2 separate regions of the Columba livia genome follow, and region 1 is linked to region 2. A link is a contact called in public Hi-C data. All regions are on one chromosome and are shown on one strand. The core of a region is the stretch at or near the end of the contact, and the rest is flanking DNA. Distances in the headings are between cores, read along the strand shown.

Evidence for each region. Hi-C and Micro-C count contacts between places; a contact is called where the count stands out from the background.
Region 1: a Hi-C map of crop shows a contact between it and region 2, with 1.6 times the contacts expected there. The contact joins the promoter of CUX1 here to the enhancer-like site in region 2. A contact is called at or near these places in 2 of 2 Hi-C or Micro-C datasets (crop and liver).

What each region holds. Positions count from the first base shown.
Region 1 is chr20:6,645,263-6,651,855 of bColLiv1.pat.W.v2, reverse strand. CUX1 (cut like homeobox 1) reads left to right here and starts at 1,699. Exons shown (of 23, transcript XM_065037091.1): 1 at 1,699-1,971. The coding sequence starts at 1,909. It overlaps LOC110358510 (a long non-coding RNA gene), which reads right to left and starts at 2,595. Exons shown (of 5, transcript XR_010467351.1): 1 at 2,467-2,595.
Region 2 is chr20:6,609,586-6,617,083 of bColLiv1.pat.W.v2, reverse strand. All of the region lies in intron 1 of CUX1 (cut like homeobox 1), which reads left to right. Among named protein-coding and RNA genes, the nearest start is that of CUX1, 37 kb to the left of the region's middle. Within about 2 kb of position 1,898, at least 1 of the 3 cell types and tissues checked has an H3K27ac peak away from gene starts, as active enhancers do.

The sequences.
Region 1 (6,593 bases), core at 450-2,949, 35 kb before region 2:
CACCCGACACCCTCTCGCTGGAGCAGGGGGGACCCCGGCCGGGCACCCCACACCTCCCAGACATCACCCCAGCCGCGCACACGCAGCCGCCGTCCCAGCAAGGAGCCGCCCGCCCTCGAAACAGGGCACTTCTGGAGGAAAAGGGGTTTCCTCCTCAAAAGGCACCTCTGGGTGCAGCCCCACGACGGCCGCGTGCGCCACGGCGCTCGGGTTCCAACCTCGGCCTCGTTCACCAGACGGAGGCCCGACATTCTCATCACCAAATGCCATTAGTTGTATTCCCAGTACAGCCAACTAACAATTTGAAGGTCTATAGTTGTCGAGCTGATCATTACGTGGAAGCCATTAACATAAAACCCGCCATCGCAATTAGTATCTTTGTAAGCAGCAGCCTCAGCAAAAAGTGGAAATGGAGGCTGAAATAATGGTGCTCCTCCAAACGAGGACGGCAGCGGATTGGGAAATAATCTGTAGCAATTGCTCTGCCGCTGTCTCTGCTGTAACCCCTCAAAAGATAGAGCCATTTTCAAGTAGTCAGCCCACTGACTTGAGTGAGCACTAAATTCACTCGATGATCAAATACAATTTGAGAAAAAATCTACAATCGCTCACTTACCCGGAGGAAGATATATTTTCCTTTTACAGATGAAGTGCAAAACAGCGAAAGTAGCTGTATTTGGAAAAATACTGTGCAGTTTATTGGTTTAGAAGGGGACAGGTACAGACCGTGGTTTTGCCCATTTCCCAGTAAGGAAACGAGGAATGGTTTCTAATGGTTTCTTGCGGGGGGAACACATTTGCGGACTGTTTGTGTACGCTGGTTTGTTTTGTTAAGAGATGAGCCTGGTAAAAGGTTCTGTGCTTTTCAGGAAGAGAGCAAGGAAAATGTTCATATTTATAGTAACATTATTGTTTAGAACAAAATAAGTTATTTCATCCTTTTAATCTCCGTTTCTATGGATATCCTGCACGGGGCTGGGATGTGATTTTCCAGCCCTCACCCGAGTTGTCCCCTCCAAGGCAGCGGTCAGCGGCACCAGCCCGATGAGTAAGTGCCCGTCTACATTTAAATAAATCTCTTTTAAAGCCGAATTCGTACCGCCCCGGACACAGTGAATCAGGCTGCCTCGAATGGAGTTTTTTTTTCATTGTTGTTTCCCCTAAACTCTCTCCACTTATCTAATTTTAGACCGCAGGCTCCCCGACAGGGCATCAACCTCCCCTGCGTGTCGGGGAACCATTTGCCGCGCACGATGCTTTCTCTGCCATTAACCCCCGCACCCGCTGGCTGTGCGGGGGGGGGGGCACTGCGGGGTGCAGCGTGGGGGGGCAATGCGGGGTGCAGCTGAGGGGGGGCAATGCGGGGTGCGGCGGGAGGGGGGGGGGGGGAGGCTCTGCGGGGCAATGCGGGGTGCACCCCGCATTGCCCCGCAGAGCCTCCCCCCCCCCTCCCGCCGCACCCCGCACTGCCCCGCAGAGCCCCCCCTCCCGCAACACCGTACCCCCCACCGCCCCGCTGCCCCCTCCATGTCCCCGCGCCCGCCGTGTCGCCCCCGGGGTGTATGTGTGTGTACGTGGGCGGGTTGTGTGTGTGTATGTGGGGTGATTGTGTATGTATGTGTGTGTATATTGGGGGGTAGTGCGGGGCGCGCCCGCCCTGTGAGCGCGCGGGCGCAGCGCCCCCTCCCCGCCCCCCCCGCGAGCGCACGGGCTGAGTCCGTGTTCCGGGCGGGCGCGGGCTCCAGGCCGGGATTTGGGCGCTCCCTGCCCGCCTCCCTCCCCCTTGCCCCCCCGCCCCTCCTCCCCCCTCCCGGCTCCCTCCCTCCCTCCCTCCCCCTCCCTCCCGGCTCCTGAACTCCAGCCCCTCTCTCTCTATCAGCCGCTCACTCTGTCTCAATATGTCTCAAGATGGCGGCCAATGTGGGATCGATGTTTCAATATTGGAAGCGCTTTGATTTACAGCAGCTGCAGGTCAGGCTCTCCCGCTCGCCGCACCGGCCGGGCCGCGCCGCCGGACCCCCCCCCCCGCTCCTTCCCTTCTCCGCCTTCCCTCGGGCCCGGCCTCCCCCTCCTCCTCCCGCTGCCGGCCCGCGCCGCCTAAAGGGAACCCCCCGCTCCGCCCGGCCGCGGCGCTCCGCTCCCTCCGCCCGCCCCCCCCCGCCATTGATCACCGGCCCCATCGGAAATTGATCCTCTTTGTTCAATTCATCGATCAGCCCAAGATGGCGCCGGAGCCGGCGCTGCCGGGGCCGTCGCCGCTTCGCCCGCTCCGTCCCGGGCTGCTCTCTTCCCCGCTTCCCGTTCCCCCCCGCCGGCCGGGGCCGTGCGGGGCGGCCAGGGCGGCGGCGGGGCTGCCCGGCGGCCGCTCCTCTCCGCCGCCCGCCCGGCTCCCTCCCCCGTTGCCTTCCCCTTTCCTGCCGCCGCTTCCCCGCCGCTTTTTCTCCCCGGGAGCCGGGGAAAGTTTACCGAGTGCTGGGACTTTGTGTGGGGGCGCAGGGAGCCGGCCGGGCTCGGCGTGCAGGCGCGGAGCGGCGGGGGCTGGGGGCGCTGTGGTGCCGGCCAGGCGGACGCTTCCCCGCCGCTGCCCGGCCGCCGCCGCCTCGCCTCGCCGCGGGGTGCCGGCCCCCCGCCTCTCCGCCGCCGCCGGGCAGGGGGCTCCGGCCCGACGCGCTCCCGCCGCCCTGCGAGCGCCGCGGCCGCGCTGGCACCGCGCCGGGGGGCGGAGGGGGAGCCGCTGTCGGCGAGGGATGGAGCGGCGGCGGGGTCCCGCGGGGCGGGAAGGGGCCGAGCGCCCGGCCTCGCCCGGCCCGGGGGGAACGTGTGTGTGTGCGGGGGGTGCGGGGGCAGCGCCGGCCGGGGTGGCTGCCGCGGGGGCCGGTGCGGGGCCGGCGGGGCGCGGGGGAGTCCCGCCCGGCGGCGGGAGGGCACGCTTACATAATTCACCGGCTCTCCAGCCTCTCCTGCTGTCCAGGATCTGACAGATGAGGGGAATATTGATGCTTTACTGTGCTGGCTCATAACAGCCTACAAGTCTTGTTTCCTGCGAGGGAAAGTCCTCGCAAACCAGCTTCCCTTCACCCTTTGGGTGCGTGCCCTGAGGAAATTGCAGATCCACTGTTTAATGTAATTGCTGGGGTATAGATAAGGCCAGGGCGGGTTGAGGTGGGGGGGGTGGGGGAGAGGAGAGGTTGTCAAACGCTGAACTGGTGCTGCTCCCGCCGCTGAATGGGATTGCAACATGCGTGTTTCTCCCAGTTGATTGGTGCAGGAAAGCGCTGCCCTGCCTCTCCGAACCCTCCGCTGCCTCCCGTTTAAATAAATTGGCTCCAAAGCCGCCGGCTGCCCACCCTGGTCCCCTCCGAGGAGGGCTCTGCGGTGCCGGAGCCCCGCGGCAGCCGGAACATGGTGCGTTGATGCTGGGCAGAGCCGCAGCCCCGCCGGAGGTGAGGGGGGCCGGGGGGAGCGGGACCCGGAGCCGGCGGGACCCGCCGCCCTCCCCTCGGCGGGGCTTGGAGGGGCTGAGCTGGCGGGAGCGATGCCGAAAAGAACACCCCAGCAACCCCCGACACGGGAAGTGCTGCGTAGGGTCTGTAGTAGGAGGCCGGTCCCTTCTGACTTTCAGGTGCATTAGGAGGTGGGGTGAAGTAGCGTTTTGGTTTAGGCTTTTCTTTCTTCGCTCCCCCCCCCACCCCCCCCCGATTTTTATTGTTCCTTTTGAAGGCTTTGGATTAAGGTAGACTTGGCTGAACTTTGGTAACTTGAAAGGGTTCTTAATAGTGACCCAGAATACCTACAGGAATACAGAAAATGAGATCCAGATGTAGAATTGTATAAAATAAAATGGATTAAATTAAGATGTAGTTAAACAAGGTCTGTCATCTTTAATTGTGGAGTTTTGCTTTTGCCTCTGTGTATGTGTGGTTGTACTTGCTTAGTGTAGGAAAATAAACTCTCCTAACTCCACTCATGTGGTGTTACATTTGACAGTGAAGAAGTCTAAATATTTCCTATAAAAATAAAGCCTTCAGAAATGCTTATTGATTAAAACATATTACGCTAAAGTATCTATCATGTAAATTAAATTCTAAAATGTAATGAACGCAGCCAAATGGCATTTTGATAGATTGTTCTATTCTGTTTTTAGTAAAAAAATAGCTCACTTTTATAATAATTTAATTTCTGTGCATACTGTAAAACCTGTTGTGGAGTATCACTGTGCAAACCTTAATCTCGTTTTTGCAGACTAAGTGCGACAGTCTGACTTGAACAGCTTATAGGTTGTCCTTTGAAGCACTCCGGTAGCGCTAGCTTAAAGTTGTTTGCACAATATTCATTACCTGGTTTTGAGGACTTGCGGTCGTTGGGACGCGTTGCAGACTGAGGCTGTTCACCTCTTGGCAGGTTCGCCCAGCGATCTCTCTGCGGTGCAAAGTTTATTAATGTTGTACGCGGTCTGTGCAGAGTCCTGGAGTGACCGGAGAGGTAGAGACTACCTGCATCCATATGCAGAATAGTTAATTTGCTTCAAATTAGCTTTGTATTTTTTTTTTTTTAATCCACCCATCTGCGTGTAATATTTACTCCCACTTGCAGATGAAGCAATACGCTATAAAAACTATGGTTACTGAGTATGAAGTTCAGTCTTACAGATCTGTCCATGGCTTCCTCCCTCCCCTGCCATTCATCTGTACTAACGTATTACAGAAAATAAAACCGCTTTCGTCTGCGCTTCCGTTACTCCAGGACTAAAACCTGAAGGATTTACGCTTAGCGCAGCTCCACCTGCGCCCTGTAAACTCCGGCGCTCGCAGCTCTGCGCCCCGATGACTTTGAACCCCGTGTTTTCCTGCATGAGAAAGTCGCGAGGCGCTGGGGCCGCGCGGTCCCGTGTTGCGGCGGCGGCGACGTGCGCCCCGTCCGCTCGCAACTTCCTCTGCTGCGACAAGAAGATGTTTAACTGTTGATGGGCTTCGACCCGCCTTGTCATATTGAGCAGCAGCTTTCTCAGGATTGTGTCAATAGTAATTAAAAACAGATCCAGGAACTCTTTAGGGTCTGCTTCTTTTAATTATTTATTTCCTTTCACTAAGTAACCTCTTGTTTATAGGAGGAGAGGTTTCAAGGGTTGGAAGCAGGATTAAATAATTCAGAGCTTGGATTAAAGAACAAAAAGGTCTGTTCACAAATGGAATACGAGATGCGAAAATGGCAGTTTCCTACAGGTATCAAACGTGGCTCTTGACTTGAGACTGTACCTGAAAGGCATCACGCAGCTGAACGCTTAACCCTTTGCTCTAGTAAAGGTTAGTTTTATTTCCTAAAGAAACGGTGGAAGTAGCGTGGCGTTTCTGCATCGGTTTGCCGTGTGGTTGAACATGGACTCACGTTTGATAACTGATGGCAAGGGAATTGCAGTGTGTAGAGAACACAGATCCTTGCAAATGGTGACTACTGTGGCAATAAATGCAAATTAAATCACTGGAGAAGTGCTGTTGCCCTCGAGTTAAAACTGCATCTCCTGTTTGGAAGCAGTTTTGTGATCCGAATCAGGCTGACGTACAGCAGCGTGAAGGTAACCTGCTGTTGCAGGGTCCTGTTTTGTGTTTGTAGTTCTTGGTGTCAGCATCACCTTCACCATAAAAACAACCCTGTCCTGGAGAACAGGAAAAGGAGCGTTGTGTTCCCGTGGGTACGGCATGCCGTCCTCTTTAAGGTTTTGCTTAATATTTCTGTGTGTGTGTACATCTATATCAGAGGAGACAGTTGGTCCCGCTGTATCTCTGTGGCCAGCCGTGTTGCATGAGTAAGTCTGGCTTGGATCTCGAATCTAACTTGAATCTACAGGATGAATGGAAGAAGTTGATACCATTTGAAAACCAGACAAACTATATGTTGAAGTATTTTGACCATAAACACACCTCTCAAAATGTCATCATAGCTTTTTAGGACAGGCACCTGTGCTGGTGGAAAGTACAGTTTCTTATTGCTTTTGAGCAGAATGGCATAACTTGTTACTAGCGAGCTGGGGAATGGAAGTTTAAAGCCAAGTCTTGCTCATGTGTTTCTGTTTTTTAAAAACTCATCTTGATATTGCATCATATATGATTAAAATAAGGATGGGGTATTAGTTCTATGCATGCTGTGACTAATTGTTTAACATAAACCACTGATCTTACAACATTATAAAATTTGTAGCAAAATCTGGAAAAACTAAGTAGTAATGAGTAGCTCTTAAATACTGAAGCACTTCTATTATTTAATTAGAAACAGGTGGAGTTCTTGGCATCTCTTGGTTGGATCTGATTGCACCAGAGCACAAGCTGATTTGCTTTAAGTGAAGGAGTTAACATGCTTCATCAGAAGTGGAATTAGCGATCGCATCCGAGTGTTTAATTTTGTTTATCCGTGCAGGGCACTGTAGAACTTGTAGTTTCTGTCCTAAAAGCAGACAGTGCTTTCCTACTTATAGACGTAGTTAAATGTGGCTCAAGAAAAGAGACTCTAGCTACTGTAAATATGTTTCTGCCCATTTCCACCTGATCGGAGGTGTGTAGTGAAAGCAGCTTTGGTAGATTTTCAAGAAGATGGAATAG
Region 2 (7,498 bases), core at 649-3,148:
GACTGGTTGTCCCTCAGTCCCACCATTACTCACGTAGAAGGTGTTGGAGCAGTAAATGAGATATTGTTCCTGAAATAGGGGCTCCTGCCCTGCCGCCCAGGACGGTTTCACCGTATACCTTCGAATGTATAGTCTGTGGTGTGATGAGAGTGTTTGTTGGCATGGTTCCCGTAGCTGAGCGAGGAACATGCCAATGAGTGATAAGCAGTGCCATCTAGGGTTGAGTTGAGCCTGGCCTAGCATTTTCATCCTAAGAGCCCTGTCTAAGCAGTCGCAGCCCAGCAGTAGGAGGTTTCTGAGGGCTGAGTATGTTGTTACTCTCACACAAACATGGTTGTCTGTAGATGATAATACGTATCTAAAAACTACTTAACAGTGTGCCCTGAATCTTACTGAGAACTTTTCATCTTGATGTTATAGTGAAAATACACACCCGTGCTGGGAAGATTGCAGGATATTTTTGCTGGGTCTTTGATGTTTTGTGAAGTGTGGGAGGTTCCTGCTGTGTAGGTGATGGGGCATTTGGGTTGTTCTTCAGAACCAGAAGACGTGACCATCTAGCTGATGCACGCAGGAGAATATCTGCTTGAGGAAAAGTTGCTATGTACATTTGAAGGGGGAAAATGTAGATTAATCATACAGTTGAGCAAACCTACTGAAGCCAGACAAGTTGCCCAGAAGTAACTGGGTATACTGTCTGGATCTTGATGTCACTGCAAACCTTTGTTTTGGGGTGGGGTTTGAAGTAAGAATGTCATCTTTTTGGTGGGGCAATGTATTCAAAGTCCTGAGCAGCAGTCCCCTGACAACACATTCATATATATGCCATGTGTCTCCATTTCTTCTGCTTTGTAACTGAGACATCGCTTAGGGGCAAAGTCTGAAGAAGTCAATTAACTCTAGAACTGGCTTATACCCAGAAGGAAAAGATTTTGTTTTACAGATTTATCTGAGGTTTGTGTGTAGCTTTGGTGGAACTCGTTAAACTTGACAGCAGATGCTATGGTCTTGTTAGTGCCATCCAGAAAGGCCTTGCGGTTTAGGCTTTGGATTACAGTTTTCCACAAAGAACCACATCATTTTAGGGCAAGTAGTTGCAGAAGGTACCAACATTAAAGTTCTGTCATATCCTTCTGTGGCCATATTACCAATTTGGGGCCCACCCTCCAGTAGTGGTACTTTCTGGGACATGTAAATGTAGACTTTGCACAAAACTGTGTGGAGCAAACCAAGTCCAAGCCCAGGTCCCTCTAATCCCAGCCGTCTGTCCCCAGCTCTTGGCACACACAGTGCAGCCTGTCCTCAGGGAAACTCGGGCGCCAACTCCCAACTACTGCTTGGTGCCTGTGGGCAGACGTGGGTTTGCATTATTTTTTAGTAATATTTAAGTTCAAATGACTATAACTTATAATAGCAAAACCATAATTTACTAAACAGTAACCATTTATTTCCCCAAGTGCTGAGCGCTCTGTGCCTCCTTCTGTCACTAAATTACAGCAGGGTGTACAATGGTCTGTGGATTTTATTTCTTTTCCCTGAAGTAGATGGTTTTCCTAGGCGGGTTCGCGGGTTCAAGACCCACTTGGACACATTCCTGTGTAGCCTTATCTCAGTGTTCCTGCTCCGGCAGGGGGATTGGACAGGATGATCTCTTGAAGTCCCTTCCAATCCCTAATATTCTGTGATTCTGTGGGTTTAGGTGAGGAGAGGGGCTGGTGGATGGAGTAGCGACTGTCGAGTGCAGTTTGTGCTCAGTGGTTGTTCCTGACTGTGTGTTGAAGGGCCTCTTTGACCCATGTTCAAAACCTTTCTTCAGCTTCCATTTCATCTTTAAAATGATTCATTTTCCAGGGAATTTACTGACCTTTGGTTGGGTGCATTAGGCCGGGGGGGTTGACTGCAAGCTCAAGCCGCTTAGAAGGTAGTTATTTTGAAGGTGCTCTCCACCCCACCCCAAAGCAGTAAGTGTGGCTTGACTTGGCATTTCAGGTCCCTGCTTCTTCCTTTTGGAATCTCTGTTTGCTACCTTCAGGGTTGCTGTTTCCCCCTTGATTTTTTTAAAAAAACAAACTTGCTTTTTTCCTGAAAAGTACCACTGAAAGCTTCTTCAGAGAGTTCTTTCTTGGCTCTCCTGATCAAATGACTAAAGGCTGGAGTGGGAAGAATGTCTGGCCTTCAAGTCTGTGATCTGCTGATTCACAGATAAGTATCCTATAAAATGCACAGTTGGGCTGCGCTGGGTTTAGGGCTGAATGTTCTTTCATGATCTGTTTGGGAAAACAGCCACAACTTGACTCAGACTTTCCAGTCCGGTACGCCTTGGTTCCAGGATTAAGTTCATTTAAAGGGAGGTCTTGATTATTGCTCCTGTGCATTGAACTCATCCGCGTGCTCTCACACCGTATGGAGAGCCAGCAAAGCTGCCCAGGCAGCAATATATGTAATCCTGGAGCATTTGAAATTCATACTTTGCAGGGGCCCAACTTATTAAAAATAAACTTAGATTCAAAGTATTGAAAGGAAAAATCCAAGACAGCTTCTGCCTACCAAGCTGCTTAAGACTGCAGGCAGAGAAGAGTACAAAAAGCTTTTTCCCCCTTTTTTTCCTTCTCCCCAACAGGAAAGTGCAGAGGGGAGATGGTCTGTGAAAGGGTTTAGTTTTCTGTGGTGAAGGAAATAAATGCTTTTGTAAAATTTGCACAGTATTGCTTGTGGGGAAAGAGGGAAAAGAGGAGGATGAAGGTGCTGGAACACAGTGATACGTAGTCCCTACTTGGTTTTCTCTGGAAAAAAAACCAAAACCAAACGTAGCAAAATAAATTATATACAGTCTGAGAAGCACTTGTTTTCTTTCTTGATCTTGTTAAAGCATTTCTTAACACAATGGCTTTTTTTTTCTCAAGTATTAGCGTTAATTACTGAAAATGTTAATAGGTTTTGTGGATCGTACAAGTGGGAAGACTAGCAGCAACCTGGCATTTCAAAAGAAAATAATATCCCATCCTCTAGATTCAAAGATAATTCAGGAAAGTAATAAAAGCTTGTGAAATCCTATAGAAGAAAGCTTTATGTCACTTCAGTCCTTCATCAGATAGGAAGCAAATGCCTCATCGCATTGGCCAAAACTCTTAGAAATGACCCTGTAATTCTTTTGCAAGTCACTGCGATTCATGTATTTCAATGGAGTTTTCCCTCCCCTGCTCCAATAGTCATAATCTTCAACCCTCTAACATCTCGGGGCGTTCTGGCAGGGGAGCGTGTGCTTCCTGTAGTCAGCGTGCACAAATGATCACTCTTTAAATCATACCGTGCATGATTTCATTAAAAATCTGGAGAACCATCTTATGACTAGGTTGATGATCTCATTTTATCCATACATGGTACTTATTAAGTAAATACCTTTGAAGCGTAGGAAACCGCCTGGGAACCGGCTTGTGTTTCTTCCTCTGCTGTGTTATCTTAACTTGATTGGTAGCACAGAAGTCCTGAAAATATTTTCTAAGGGAAATATACATTGGAAATAATGTGCTATTCTTAGCTCTTTTTGCAAACTTCCTACTCTTTTTTTGTTTTCTCCTTGGGACTTTGCAGTTCTTTGGGTGCTTTAACTTTGTATTTACTCTGATGTCCCTCAAGGGGAGGATTCGGTGAAGTGCTGAGCACATTTCAGACCTGACTCCGAGGCAGCAGGAGCTTTTCCAAGAACTAATTCTGCCCTTTTCTATGGGAAACCCTGTCAGCACACCTTCCTTGTAATGAAATGGTGAATAAACCAAAGTATTTTTGGTAACAGTGGTATACCACACCTCGCCGGTGCCCGTCCTTTGGAGCCTCGGGAATTACGCATCTCGTGCGTGTTTCTGCTGTAGTTACGAGGAAGTATTTATGCCAACAGGCTGAGACAGAAGCTTTCAGGAGCGATCGCTTCTTGTGTCACCATGGATGACAATCGGCCTCTCACCTTCTGTGGTTATTAACTGTTTAGTTGGAAGTCAGAGCCTTTTAGAAACCTGAGGGTGTCATCTCGTTATGATGGAGGGATCCAAAGGAAAGATCCTGGCGTTGTGGACGTGGGAGCATCCCAGAGAACAGTTTTGGCTGTCGCTCCTCAATTCAAACCCTTCCAGCTAAGCCCGTTGTTGCTCTTTGCTTTGGGAGACTCACAGCATGAAGTGATCTCCTCTTAGTTGTGAGGGCTAGTAGCAGCGCTTCTGTGTTAGAAAAGCCAACAAATTCTTTTTAAGGAGATGTAGCTATTCATCTGAGCCTTAATTTTTATGTGTTAGCGTTGTTATCCCTGCAAAGCGAGGGTCTGTGTTTGCCGGGGAGCAGCAGTCAGGGGAACCGTGGTGAGGAGGAGGAGGAACCACCCGCGTTCAGCCAGCGCTTCCGTGCATTGTGCCCTGGACTTTCCAAATTGGTTTGAACGTTGTGATTGAAAAGATTGTCAGCGCTATGCAAATGAGAAAGAGAAGTGAAAGTGCATCTCATGCAAGTAATTTCTATGTAGATAATTTGCCATAAAAATTTATATTGCAGTCCTTAAAACCTTCAGAGATTTATTCTGTCTAGGGAAAGGTGATTTATATGGTATTAAAACACTTTTTATGTTCCAGTCCTTTAGATTTAATGTTTATTGCCTATAAAAATGAAATCTTCCTGTGGATATTTAAAAGTTTTGGTACTGTGTGAAATATATATTCAGCTTAGAATCTGAAATGCTTTAGAGATGCAGTAAATAAGTGATGGAGTGTTAGCTCAGGTTCACCAGCCTCGGCAGGCCAGACTTATCAGGGCTGAATCCATTATGTAGATAGCGTTCTGCTTACCTTAGACATATGGTAAGAGAGCGAATAATGACAGAAGTAATGTGTAATTTTGTCATTCTTTTTTGGCTGGATATTTAGGGCACATTGTGTAAAGATTTTTGAAGCTGAGCGTGGACTGGTTTGTGTAGTCAGTATTAAAATGCAAAAGTAGACTTATTCCTTACCCACAAAGGGCCGGATTAAAGCACAAGGTTAGGAGTATCAAAATAAGAAAAGGAATTTGCATCATTTCTTGAAATAGTTTCTACACATGGTGGGGAAAGGAACGAGGTGGTGGGGGCCGCTGCAGCCCCGCGGGGAGATGGGCAAGGCCGGCTCTGCCTTCGGGGTTTATTGCTAGTTTAATTAATGGCTATTTTTGGTATCCCTATTATTATTTGGACAGAACCACAGAAGAAACTGTGCTGCTTTCAAAGAGTAATTCCTAAGCTCATCGTCTAAGTCCCTCTTCCTTTCTTTCCCAGATGATTTTCTAGAGCATAATCTGTCTAGAAATGTATAAAATACAAAGTGTGAAGTGTACAGAAACAAATCAAGCGAGGTTTCTAGACAAAAATAAGGTACTGTGTGTAGGTGGTGGTTTTGCCTTGTAACTGTAACGGTGGTGCCTTGAAAAAGTAGATGATGTATCATGCATGACTTTTCCCAAATGTTTCTCATCATTTTAGTGCTCATCCCACAGCAAACCTGTGCAAGTTACCTCTCGAGTGTGTGTTTTGCCGAGTACTGACAGAGATTGAGGAAAGGTTGACAAGTCCTTTTGAGATTTTTTCTTTCCATCTGCAACTGCAGAATCCTGTACGTTACTACACATAAAGCACAAAAATTAAAGATTCATAGTGAACTAATATAACCAGAGGCATCACGGGGAAGAAAATTCTGTGGGCTTACCGATACCGCTTAATCTGCAGTGGTACATAAACCAGCATCTAGCAATCCCTTTCCAAATATTCTCCTCTAATGGGAATCTGCTGTTCCGTGGGTGCAGGTTCATGGCTCCGCTTGTCCGTGTGGGAAAAGACGCGTCCGGGATGTTGCAACATGAGGAATGGCAGCGGTTCAAGGAGGAACTTGGGTGAAACTTCCCAGGGCTGGAACTGTGTGCCCTGGCACGTGAAAGCCGGGGCCGCGTCCCCAGTGTTGTAGCAATACGTTTTTTTAAGTCCACATTACTAAACGTAGCGTTTGCAGCATGTTTAGCGACAGCGGCTTCAAACCGGGAAGGCAACCGGTTGTCCTCAAGGCTGGGTAAGGCAGCTTGCAGAATGGGACAGACGACAAAACATCCCCAAGAAATATCAGATAAAGCTTAAGAAAAAAAGAAGCCAAATCAAACAACACCCCTCCTCTCCATTTTTATTCCGGCCCATTTAAAGGATGTGAAAAGCCAGGATAAAATTCTAAATATTTTCCTGCGTGACATGAAAGAAGTGGAGAGGTAGGAGAGCAGAATAAACGTGTGGTGGGTTTAAGCACAGTTTGACCTTTGCTTATAGGACTGTATAAATAAGACTTAGCTAAAGTTAAGTGAAAAACAATAGCTGAAAAAATAATCAAGTTTCAGCAGAATGGGGGTTGTTTTTAGGTCCCTTGCTGTTCAGGTTAATGTCTCTAATGTGAGACGAATGCTGCATTTCAAACTTCGTCTCCCCCAGTGCCATTCCTGTGAATCCAGAGAATTCTCTGCAAGACGTTTCCAGTGAAATGCTTTGGATGACTCACTTCGTAATGCAAAAATTCTCATTTTTGTGTATAATGAAATACTGACCTTTGAAAAGCATTAAGAGGTTGTAGGCTCTCTGCTGTTGAAGCAGATCTCTATAGATATTTTTGTGTAGAAGAATAGTTGTTTTATTTAGATTATCTTTTGTACTTACCAGCCAGCTATGCCGCCAAAACCCAGCTCTGGTGGACTGATAATTTCATGGTTTTTATGGTGCTTCATATTTGTCAACTCACTTTTCCTGCAATAAACTTATTAGTTACCTAGATAGATACATCTTTTAAATACACAGATGTTCTTTAGCTAGAACTCTTTTTTTCCAGCCCTTCCAGTCATGTAGGATCTAGACTGAGAAAGAAAACCAGTCTCAAAGCAAAGCTTTTATTATTTGATATAATGTATAGCGTGTTATTTCATCTCAGAAGAGGCATTTTTGGGTTAAATACTCATATTGTCAGGCCTAAGCCTTTATGGTATTTCCTCGGTTTTCTCAACAGAGGTGCGTTCTGGCGTTAGGATGAGAGTGTCCAACGCTCTCATCTGTGTATATGAGAGGTAAAATTTGGCTTTTCTTCAAGAGTGTCTAGATCAAGAGCGGAGATACGGGAGGCAATGAATCTGTGAGCAGCTCAGAGGTAATCCCGCTATTTATTTGTGGTTTGTTTGAAAAGCGCATGGGGATGGCGAACGGTGATAACAACGTCAAACTGTTCACTAAAAACCTTAGCGTGCTGCTCTAGGACACGAATTTGGGCGCTGGTTTGGGTTCCAAAATGTGTTTCTGATTAAATACTTAATATAGACAGGAAACTATTTATAAGGACCTGGCTTCTGTTGCTAAAGGACTGTGGATAAGTCTGGACTTGGTATCAGCCCCAGTGAAAAGAGGGGAGGTAGTGCCACTGTTTCGGAAAGTGTTGCTCTGTTTCAGTTTTCAAATAGGAGA